Linked DNA regions of Arabidopsis thaliana: region 2 is linked to region 1. Evidence: chromatin contacts called from public targeted proximity ligation data. All regions are on one chromosome and are shown on one strand. The core of a region is the stretch at or near the end of the contact, and the rest is flanking DNA. Distances in the headings are between cores, read along the strand shown. Region 1 holds the start of AT4G02920. Region 2 holds the start of AT4G03010 (RNI-like superfamily protein).

Region 1 (5,322 bases), core at 1,459-3,958:
TGTGAGGTGACATGGGGAACCGTGATAGAGCAACCTTCAAGACACTCTATTTTCCTTTTATTATTGGTGTGGTATTGTAACACTTTTTCTTCTTTTATAATTGGTGTCTCGTGATTTTCATTTCACACAGTTAATAATACTTTCCCACATTTATCTTTAATGTCACACATTGTGATTAATTCTCTAGATGAACAACACAATAAATGAGCTGTAGAGTTATGGGCAAAAAAATAAATAAATTTTGGTTGGTGAGATAAACTTATTTTGTAAAAATCACTTGTTTCCTATTTATTTTGAACGTGTGTTTGTATATTTTTCTCTCTCTCTCTTCAACATCCATCTTCGACCATCAATGTCAATTTCTCTCTTATGCTCCCTAGAATTTCTGTCATACGCAGCCCTTGGGCCATTACCATCTCGACAAACTTCGTTATCAATGATAATTTACCAACCTTAACAAAATCAAACAAATAATTCAATTAAGGTGACATATATTAAAAAACTACAATGTCTAAAAAAAGGAGAAAAGAAAAAACTACGATGTCAAAGAAAAAATAATAGAAAGAATGGATAAATTACACTTCATCACCGATGACAAAAACCAGTAAATTGATTGTACTAGAAAGATCTTACGAAACACTATAAATTAAAAAGATCTTACAAACAAACTAGAGAGAAAAAAAAATCTCTAGATCTAAAAGCATCTCCAACAGACCCTCAAACCCTCAAATTTGAGGGGTTTTTAACTCTAACTCCAACAACCCTTCAAACCCTCATGGCACTATTCACACCCTCAAAATATTTCTCTTATTTCATTTTAGTCTTTGTACTTTATATTCCTTACAAATAATTCTATTAAAGTCAACTATTTCAAATATATTCATATAAATTTAAATAAATGAAAATTATTTAAATATAAAAAACAAATACAACAATAATAGTACACTGAGCATTTCAACACAAATTAAAATTAACATTACAATGATAAATAAATACATAAACACACAAAATAAATTAACACTTGAAAAAATTACATTAAAACATAACTAATAAAAAATTAAATTCGTAATGCAATATTAATATTCAGGTAAATTTGATCCTGAACCTCCAAGATCACCAAAATATTGTCCATAAACATTTGATGGAATCGGAGGTTGTTGTTGTTCTTGATTTCTTTTTTGTATGATTCTTGCTTGTTCAGATCGTATAAATTCACATGTATTACTATCATCAATATCGCTTAAACGTGTTAGCAATATTTTATTTTCCTTCCCTATTTCTTTTAGAGCTAATTTTTTTGCTTGATTTTGCATACGCAATTGAGCCATCTCATAATCCTTGCTTCTAGTTGATGCACTTTCTTTCAAAAAATCAAGAGAGACATCTCATAACAAGAAGCATGCCGAAAAGATGTTGAACGTGCGTTTGGAGTCTTACAATCGAAGTTTGCTATCATAGCATGATCGTCATGTTACTGGAACAAAGAAGTATTGCATGATATAATGACAGCTTGCATTATAATGCATAACATAATAATTGAGGATGAACATGATATCAATGCACTGATTAGAGATTCAAGATTGATGCCACCGCCAACAGTTGAAACGGGGTTAAATGAACAGACAAGATTTCAACAATTTTTATCTTATAATCTACAGATAAAAAATAAAGAGACTAATTTATCACTTTGAAATGCATTGAGTGATCATATATGGGAGCATTTTGGAAATATTTATATAGAGTAATTTTGTAATTTTATAAATCATTTTATGTTTTTTTTTATGTTTTTTTTTTAATTTATATATAATATTATATTATTATATGGAGTTTTTTTTTTAAATCTTGTTTGGCATAATTGTTTCTATAATATATGTGTTATATTTATTTGTGAAAGTTTTATCACTATAACTGATTATTGTTAAAAATTGAGGATTATAATGTAAATACTTCAAAAAATTAAAATAAATTTGTGGGTATACCATTGGAGTAAGTGACCCTCAAATCTTCATTTTGAGGGTGTGCCCCCTTTAAAATGAGGGCCATTGTTGGAGATGTTCAAAGAAGAAGAAATAAGGTGAGATGGCATGGGGAACCATGACTAGAGCAACCTTCAAGACACTCTATTTTCTTTTTATTATTAGTGTGGTGCTTTTTCTTCTTTTATAATTGGTGTCTCGTATTTTTCATTTCACACAGTTATTAGGGACCTCCCACACTTATCTTTAATTGTCACAAACTGTGATTAATTCTTTATATGAACAACACAATAAATGAGCGGTGAAGTTATGAACGAAAAAAATAAATTTTAGTTGGTGAAATAAATTTATTTTATAAAAATCACTTGTTTCCTTTTTATTTTGAACGTGTGTTTGTATTTTTTCTACTTTTCTCTCTTATTATTTGAGTTACTTAATATAATATAATTTATCTATTTTTATATAATAAATTAATATTTAATTTTTCTTATATTTTAAGATTTATCCGTTGTTTTTTTTAAGTAAATAATTATATATAAAATAAACGAAATATCTAATATTAAGTAACTAAAATGGAGAAGAAAAAGAAAAAGAGAGAGAGAGAAAGCATGCCAAAGGGAGCGAAAGAGAAGGATGAAATTGAGAGGGGCAAATTCGTGTTACTAAGTATATTACCGTAAAACAAATGAAAATCGAAAGAAGTGTCTCTTTTTGCAAACAATGTTGGCCAAAGTTTGTTATTAAGGTGTACTAGTTGGGTCAAAGAGTTGTTATTTGTTCCTTTGGGTCGACATAGAGTCGGGTTTAGTTTTGTTAATTGAATAATTCTAAGCCTCAAAAAAATCTTAAGAATTAAACTGTCTTCTTCTTCGGTCCCAGCCAAAAATCCAGAAGATTCTTAAATCTCATTTCTGCGGCGTAGGTGAAGTCTTAGCGATAAGCTTTGTTTCTTCTTCTTCTTCTTCTTTACCCATGGATTTTTAACGAACAAGAGAAGAGAAGAACCAAGTTTTCTTCGAAAGGATTGAACTTTGTTTCTTTCTCTTCAGCTACAACAACCAAAAAATGATCAAGCTTTGCTTCATGACTTCTCATGGTTATTCAATCCCTGGCCTTGGTCTTCCTCAAGACCTCTGCAACACCGAAATCATCAAGGTAACTAATTCTTCAGAGTCATCATTTCATTTTCATATTGGATTTTTGATAATTTGGTTGCTTCTGTTATCTGGGTTCCTGTAAAATTGGTGTCTTTCGTCTACATCTGGTTGAATTTCATGACTTGAATGCTTCAGTTTATCTGGGTTCGTGTAAAGTTGGTGTCTTTCGTGTACATCTTGTTGGATTTGATGATTTGAATGATTCAGTTTATATAGGTTCATGTAAAGTTAGCATCTTTGATTTGCGTTTTTTGCGTCTGCGTTTTGTTGGATTTGATGGCTCTTGTTTTGATTCTGTTATTGTCAATGAATGAATCAGCAGAATAGCCGGTCTCATCTGGTGAATCCCGGAGCAAGACAAGAGATCATACCTGCAAGCTCCTTCAATCTGAATACAGAACTCTTGGAACCATGGAAACCGGTTTCTTCATTTAGCCAATTCGTGGAGATTGATTCAGCCATGATGAAACCTCTGCTCATGGATGTTCATGGTAAGGCTCAATTACTGCTTCTGGTTTTATCAGTTAATAATGAACCTTTCTGCAATCAGTTCGTTAATTTACATGAACTTGCTTTATGGTTGATACAGAGACGGCACCAGAATCTCTGATTTTGAGCTTTGGAATCGCTGATAAGTTTGCAAGACAAGAAAAGGTGATGGAGTTTCTTCTGTCTCAGTCAGAGGAGTTCAAGGAAAAAGGATTCGATATGTCGCTGTTAAATGAATTGATGGAGTTTGAGTCTATGAAATCCAGTTCTCAGCTACGACCGTATGATACTTCCTCTGTTCTTTACTTGAATCAAGAATTAGGGAAACCGGTTTTGGATCTCGTTAGGGATATGATGGAGAATCCAGAGTTCTCTGTGCGATCGAATGGTCATGTTCTGTTCTCTTCAAGTAGCAATCCTGAGTTGAATGATCTACTTTCTATTGCTTCCGAGTTCAATTTGTCAAGGAATTCAACAACAAAATGGAGACAGCTCTCACCGCTTATCCCACACTTTCAGAGGTAAAATCCATCGCCCAGATTTATGCTCGCTTGTGTTGCGTTGATTTCTCGGTGTTAAAACCTTTCACTGTTTTTCTAAGCAGGTTTGAAAGTGACGTATTTACACCGGCTAAGCTGAAAGCAGTTACAGTGCTAGCACCTTTGAAGAGGTAATATAATCTCATCGCTACTTGCTTCTATAACTACTTACTTTTGTGTTGTTAGTGTTCTCATATTCGTATTCTTTTTTTCATTCGAACAAGTCCTGAGAAAAGCAGGCTCAAGTCACCAAGGAAACACAACACGAAGCGAAAAGCTAAAGAGAGGGACCTATACAAAAGAAATCATCTCCACGCTTACGAGAGCCTTCTCTCTTTAATGATAGGCAATGATCATCGACACAAACACACAACAGTACTCTCTTTACAGAAATCATGTGGAGAGCTCTCAGAGCTTCTGACTCAGTTCTCTATCACTGCTGCTGGAACTGGAATCGCTGTGCTCTTTTCTGTCGTATGTAGCCTTGCTTCAAGGCGTGTACCCTTTTGCGCAAATAAGTTCTTCGACACTGGGCTTGGTTTGAGTTTGGTAATACTGTCATGGGCTGTGAATAGACTCAGGGAGGTGATTGTTCATGTCAATAGGAAAGCGAACAAGCCATGTTCAAGTTTGAAAGATGACGAAATCATAAACAGTGTGGAGAGAAGTATGAAGGAGGTTTACTACAGAGCTGCAACGGTAATCGCGGTGTTTGCGCTTAGGTTTGCATGTTGAAAAATCGGGGTGAGAGGTAAAAATCTTGATTTACTACTCCATGGAAAGCTTCTAAAAGGTCGTTTGTAAATGACTAAAACTTGTTTAGTAGCTGTAAATGTGAAAGATGATATTATGTGGTAGAACCTAAGATTAAGAGGTGAAGAATTTTGAAGAGAATAAATGTTTTGCAAGAATGCGTTTGTTCCATCACTACAAGCTCCAACATTTCTTCATCCTCCACCATATCAATTTTGTTCAAGAAGCACACAAGTGATGGAATACCAACCTGTGGCGAATTACAACCTAAAAAAACAGTCATAATTTCTTCAGTAGCTTTTCGATCAAGTCACACAACAATGATGTTCTTCGGTTTGAACATATGGTAAAGTAAGGGCCATGAAACTTTAATTGTGTGAAGAGAATGAAATCAGAGCCTCGCGTTGA
Region 2 (5,322 bases), core at 1,888-4,387, 37 kb after region 1:
CAAAAAAATTTACTGCAGGAAGAGCTCAAGAGTCAAAGAGACAAGGTGGCAGGGCTGCAGCAAGAAGTTGCCAAGGCAAAAACCCGCCAAAACCAAATTGAGGTTAGCTCTTTTGTAGGCAAAATGCCTTTGCACGTTTTAGGTCTTCTCGTCTTCGGAGCTGTAATTTATTGTATGACAACTGATCATATCATTTCCTCTACAATTCTTTTTTCAGGTAATCATTTCATTTCTAAGGAATTAGAGAAATTGGAGGGATAATATGTTTACATCTGAGAGTCTACCTTTATACTTCTTGTGCCGTGTTCTTTAAATCAAGAACTAACCATAGTATTGTACTAGTAACTGATTGTAGTCTAAGTGTGGTAGCTATCATCAAGATGACTAATGAAACTAAGTTGCAGGCTACTTGGAAACAAGAAAAGTCAGCGACGGGGAAACTCACTGCTCAAGCAGCTGCATTAAAGAAAGAGAGAGGGAAACTGGAAGAACTCGGAAAAGCAGAAGAAGAGCGGATCAAAACAAAAGCAGAGAACGATGTGAAATACTACATTGAGAACATCAAAAGACTTGACACTGAGATCTCAAAGCTGAAACTCAAGTCAGACAGCTTGAAGATAGCTGCTTTGAAAAAAGGCATAGACGGAAACAATGACGGTAACAAGAGTGGAATGAATCATACCACCAACACAAAGGCAAACTCGATGGCATCAGCAAAAGTATGGGAGAATAATCAGGGGGCAGAGTCGAAAATCAAAAGAGAGAGGGAATGTGTGATGTGTTTGTCTGAAGAGATGAGTGTGATATTCTTGCCTTGTGCCCATCAGGTTCTTTGCTCTAAATGTAACCAGCTTCATGAGAAGGAAGCCATGGAAGATTGCCCGTCTTGTCGAGCCAAAATCCAGAGGAGGATTCAGGCTCGTTTTGCTCGCGGGTAAAAGCGCTTGGGTTTTGAATCAATATGGCAATGAAGGTTTTGCTTTGGTTTTATCTCTTTGGACTGCTCTATTTACATCTAAATTATACACAGCTTGTAAAGAGTGACTTCACAATTTGCTCATTTCTATATATCCCTCAATAATAAATGGAAGAAGACTTTCCTAAACAACCTACTCAATACATGTTCGTTGAACTTGCATGATTATAATTCTGTAGGACTTGACTTTTAACATTAGATGTGGCCTTTGATCTACATCTAAAACAAAAGAAAAACCTTTATTCATACTATTCTATGCTTTATTCTATGAGAGTTCCTTTAAAACTCTACTGTGCTCGTTGTGCAGTAGAGTTTGACTTTTAACATTAGAATTGGTCTTAGAAGTCTAACTCAAAGTTGGTCAAAACAGGACAATAGAAATTATCCATTAATTAATCGTATAATTCATTTATCTTCATCCATTTTTTTCGATTAACAACCCACATACGTATTTTGGATAATAACATGGTCGCAAAACTTATATAAGTTACTTGATTACAAACATCAATCCAGACTTTTTTTTATAATAAAAAAATCGCCGCAAAAAAGAATGAACTAAATTTGTTTCCAAGATTAACTATCTTTCAATATTTTGAGTTTACCGCTCGATATGCACTGAATTCTATCAATTCAAGGGTGCTAATGATTATAATATTGTTTGTTTCACATCGGTTAACTCATCTTTTGTTTATACCATTAAACTTACATTGTAGTAGGTGCACTATCTTGACTCTTGGCCATTAATATATACATTTGTATATGACCATTTATCCATTGATGTTTTAAGATATGAATTTTTGGTTAATGATCAACGAGGCAAAGACTTGTATACACCATTTTAGAGTTTGATTGTACTCTCGTGAGTTTGGCCGAAAAGAAAAACGCCTTTTTCATGAAGAGATTATGAATACACAACCATATGTGCCGCTTTTTATCATCACTGCGTGTGGATGAATCAACCCTTTTAATTAATAATCTTCCTTTATCAAAATACACAAATGGTTGAATTATAATGTATATATAGTTCATTAGTCTCCTAGGGATATGATTAACATGTATCTTAGTTTATATATAGGAAATGATTGTTGAAAATAGATATCAGCTCGTCTTTGTGTGTGGCCATTGAATAAAACGGTCCAACCATGATGAAATATAGGGTTTGATGCGTCCTAATATAGATACACACAACTTAATATATTGTTCTAAGTTGAAAATTTGTTATTAGACTACTCCAATCCAAGAAGTATACCGTGTATCTTTGAGATCATATTACTTAACTGCTATATGTCATATAATTGTATATGTCGAATTTGTAATCATTGTAAAGGTAATTATTAGAAGCCGTAAGTTTTTCGTAATGTGTAGCAAGTGTGGAGCATAAAGAAAAAACAGCAGATGTAGTGAAAATGACTAGTCATATAGCATCACTAATATTCATCTCATTAGCTCTCTATCACCACCATCATCACCGACATCACCATGATCATCATCATCAAAGATCTCATAGTAGTTTTTTGTTTTTTGTTTTTTTGATAAAATTTGGTGAGAACATCGGTGCAATGTGATCATGACGACTGAGAAGATACAAACACACATTCCAACAGGTGTGCAAATTCTCTCTATCGATGGGACCATAATTTTAGATCTTCTTTGGCTATGATCACTTGGAATGTTCTCTCTTGGCTTCCTTACAAAACTAGAGATCCACTTATACTCTAATCCGATGCAATAACATATGATATTAAATTAAAAACAACTATATTGATATACGAATTTTAAGTTTAGCCTAAGAAGAAAACACATTCAGACCAAAATTTTGTGTATACCAAAAACACAAACTCTGCTATGAAGAATATTATCGATCATCAGTCATTATACGCACATCCTAAACCTAAGATTTTTGTTATTAGGGTTAAGTAATTAAACTTGCGTTAAAAAAAAACAGTTAGCTGACGTGTCAACAGACATAAAGCCCAAAGTACACACATGTCACGTGAGTCACGACCCCACCACCACGAGTCAACAACCACCCTAGGCTCTCCTTTCTCTCGAAGCTGCTGACCTGTTACTCCGAACCTAAGGCTCGGACAGCCGTTTTCCCTGTTGCATATTCCCGACATAAAATTACATTTGTTTTTATTTTTCACTGACACAAACGAATCACAAATGTAAAAACTAAAACCCACTTCTCACTACTAGCATTTATGACTCCTTTTCTTCACAAAGCCACCCTAAGAAAATCTCAGAAACTAAAAGCACAACAAAAGCAAGAGGAAGACGAAGAAAGTGTATTCAGCTCTTGATTTCGCTTCCTTCTTAAGCCATTTTGATTACCCTTTTTGTCTCTCTCACACAGTCACACTTCTCTTTGAAGAAACCATTTTATCTATCTTCCATTTTCCCTCCCTTTTTAGTCATTTGACGTCACTAGTATCAAAATCCGCCATTAAAACTCCCACAAGAACCCTTACTTTCTCTTTCTGACCCATTTCTCAACTATAAAGCTTGTCTCTGTTTTGTGTTTTTTTTTATAAAGTCTCTGTTTTTAAAGCTGTAACGGCTACAATGAGATTTGCTACTCTGTTTTCGGTTTTGCTGCTTCTTCTTCGATTCGGTTTAATCGTGGAATCGATCATCGTCCCAGTTGATTTCTTGGCTCTGCAAGCGATTCGTAAATCACTCGATGATTTGCCAGGTTCCAATTTCTTCGATTCATGGGATTTCACCTCTGATCCTTGTAACTTCGCAGGAGTTTACTGTGACGATGATAAAGTAACCGCGCTTAACCTCGGTGATCCAAGAGCCGGTTCACCCGGTTTATCTGGTCGGATTGACCCGGCTATTGGAAAACTCTCTGCTTTAACGGAGCTCTCTATCGTCCCGGGTCGGATCATGGGTTCGTTACCGCATACAATCTCACAGTCAAAGAATCTTCGATTTCTCGCAATCAGTCGGAATTTCATCTCCGGTGAGATTCCAGCGAGTCTAAGCGAGCTTCGGGGACTCAAAACGCTTGATTTGAGCTATAATCAGCTAACCGGGTCGATCCCTCCGTCAATCGGATCCTTACCGGAGCTATCCAATCTGATTCTATGTCACAATCACTTGAACGGATCAATTCCTCAATTCCTCTCACAATCCTTAACCCGAATCGATCTCAAGCGCAACAATCTCACCGGTATAATTTCTCTGACGTCTCTTCCGCCGTCGTTACAATATCTCTCGCTCGCTTGGAACCAGCTAACCGGTCCAGTATACCGGGTTTTACTCAGATTAAACCAGCTCAATTACCTTGATCTCAGCTTAAACCGGTTCACCGGTGCAATCCCCGGTCAGATCTTCACCTTCCCGATCACCAATCTTCAATTACAACGCAATTTCTTCTACGGCGTGATCCAACCGCCGAATCAGGTAACAATACCAACCGTCGATTTAAGCTACAACAGATTCTCCGGCGAGCTTTCTCCGCTTCTCTCCAACGTACAGAACCTATATTTGAACAATAACCGGTTCACCGGTCAAGTTCCGGTTAGCTTCGTGGATCGGTTATTGGCATCGAATATTCAAACACTGTACCTCCAACACAACTTCTTGACGGGAATACAAATTAGCCCGGCGGCAGATATTCCGGTGAGCAGCTCGCTGTGTCTGCAATACAACTGTATGGTGCTACCGGTACAGACGCCGTGTCCGGTTAAAGCCGGTTTGCAGAAAACTAGACCCACAACGCAGTGCAGCGAGTGGCGAGGGTAAAGACGTAATTTCAAGAAGTTGTTTGATTTTTCGTGTCTTTCTCCGGTAGATAACAAAAACGATTTGTTTATTCGTTGGTGACTTCGTGAATTGGTAAAATGATAATGATGATGTATGTCAACTTTAATTGCATCACATTATACATATGCTTCGAATAAAATGTTATGAATGGTATTACTTTTTGTTAGATTTCATTTGATGGTAATGCTGAATAAAAGTGTCATTTCATAAATTTCCTAAATCAAAAGAGAACATGAATAAAAACATACAATACATTTTCACTCTATAAAGTAATGTCTGAAACCAAACCATGACAAAAGTTTATATGTTACTACTACATCGCATACCATTGGAATATATATAACCTTTTAAAAATGGTTTTATCACAACAACAAGACACTTTCCACACAGACACACACCATAGCCTCTCTTTTTTTTTTTTTTTTCTATAACTTAAGCCTTATTTGATGATTCTCACTTGTGTTGTATTATTCATCATCATCTTCTTCTCTACATTTTACATATATAACTTATAGAGACCATATGTATGTGTAGAGAGACGCATCAGTAGTAGAAATGTCTCCTTCGAACCC

Evidence for each region.
Region 2: a targeted proximity ligation map of shoot shows a contact between it and region 1, with 10 read pairs. A contact is called at or near these places in 5 of 26 Hi-C or Micro-C datasets (leaf, root, rosette leaf and 1 more) and 1 of 2 datasets of targeted methods (shoot).

Annotation. Positions count from the first base shown.
Region 1 is chr4:1,289,775-1,295,096 of TAIR10.1, forward strand. AT4G02920 reads left to right here and starts at 2,709. Exons shown (of 5, transcript NM_116526.4): 1 at 2,709-3,131; 2 at 3,456-3,624; 3 at 3,723-4,143; 4 at 4,227-4,292; 5 at 4,386-5,322. The coding sequence starts at 3,042. The coding sequence ends at 4,896.
Region 2 is chr4:1,326,411-1,331,732 of TAIR10.1, forward strand. It overlaps AT4G03010 (RNI-like superfamily protein), which reads left to right and starts at 3,138. Exons shown (of 1, transcript NM_116535.2): 1 at 3,138-4,977. The coding sequence starts at 3,542. The coding sequence ends at 4,729. It overlaps AT4G03000 (RING/U-box superfamily protein), which reads left to right. Exons shown (of 3, transcript NM_116534.5): 2 at 1-102; 3 at 405-1,110. The coding sequence ends at 938. AT4G03020 (transducin family protein / WD-40 repeat family protein) reads right to left here. Exons shown (of 10, transcript NM_116536.5): 10 at 4,989-5,322. The coding sequence ends at 5,294.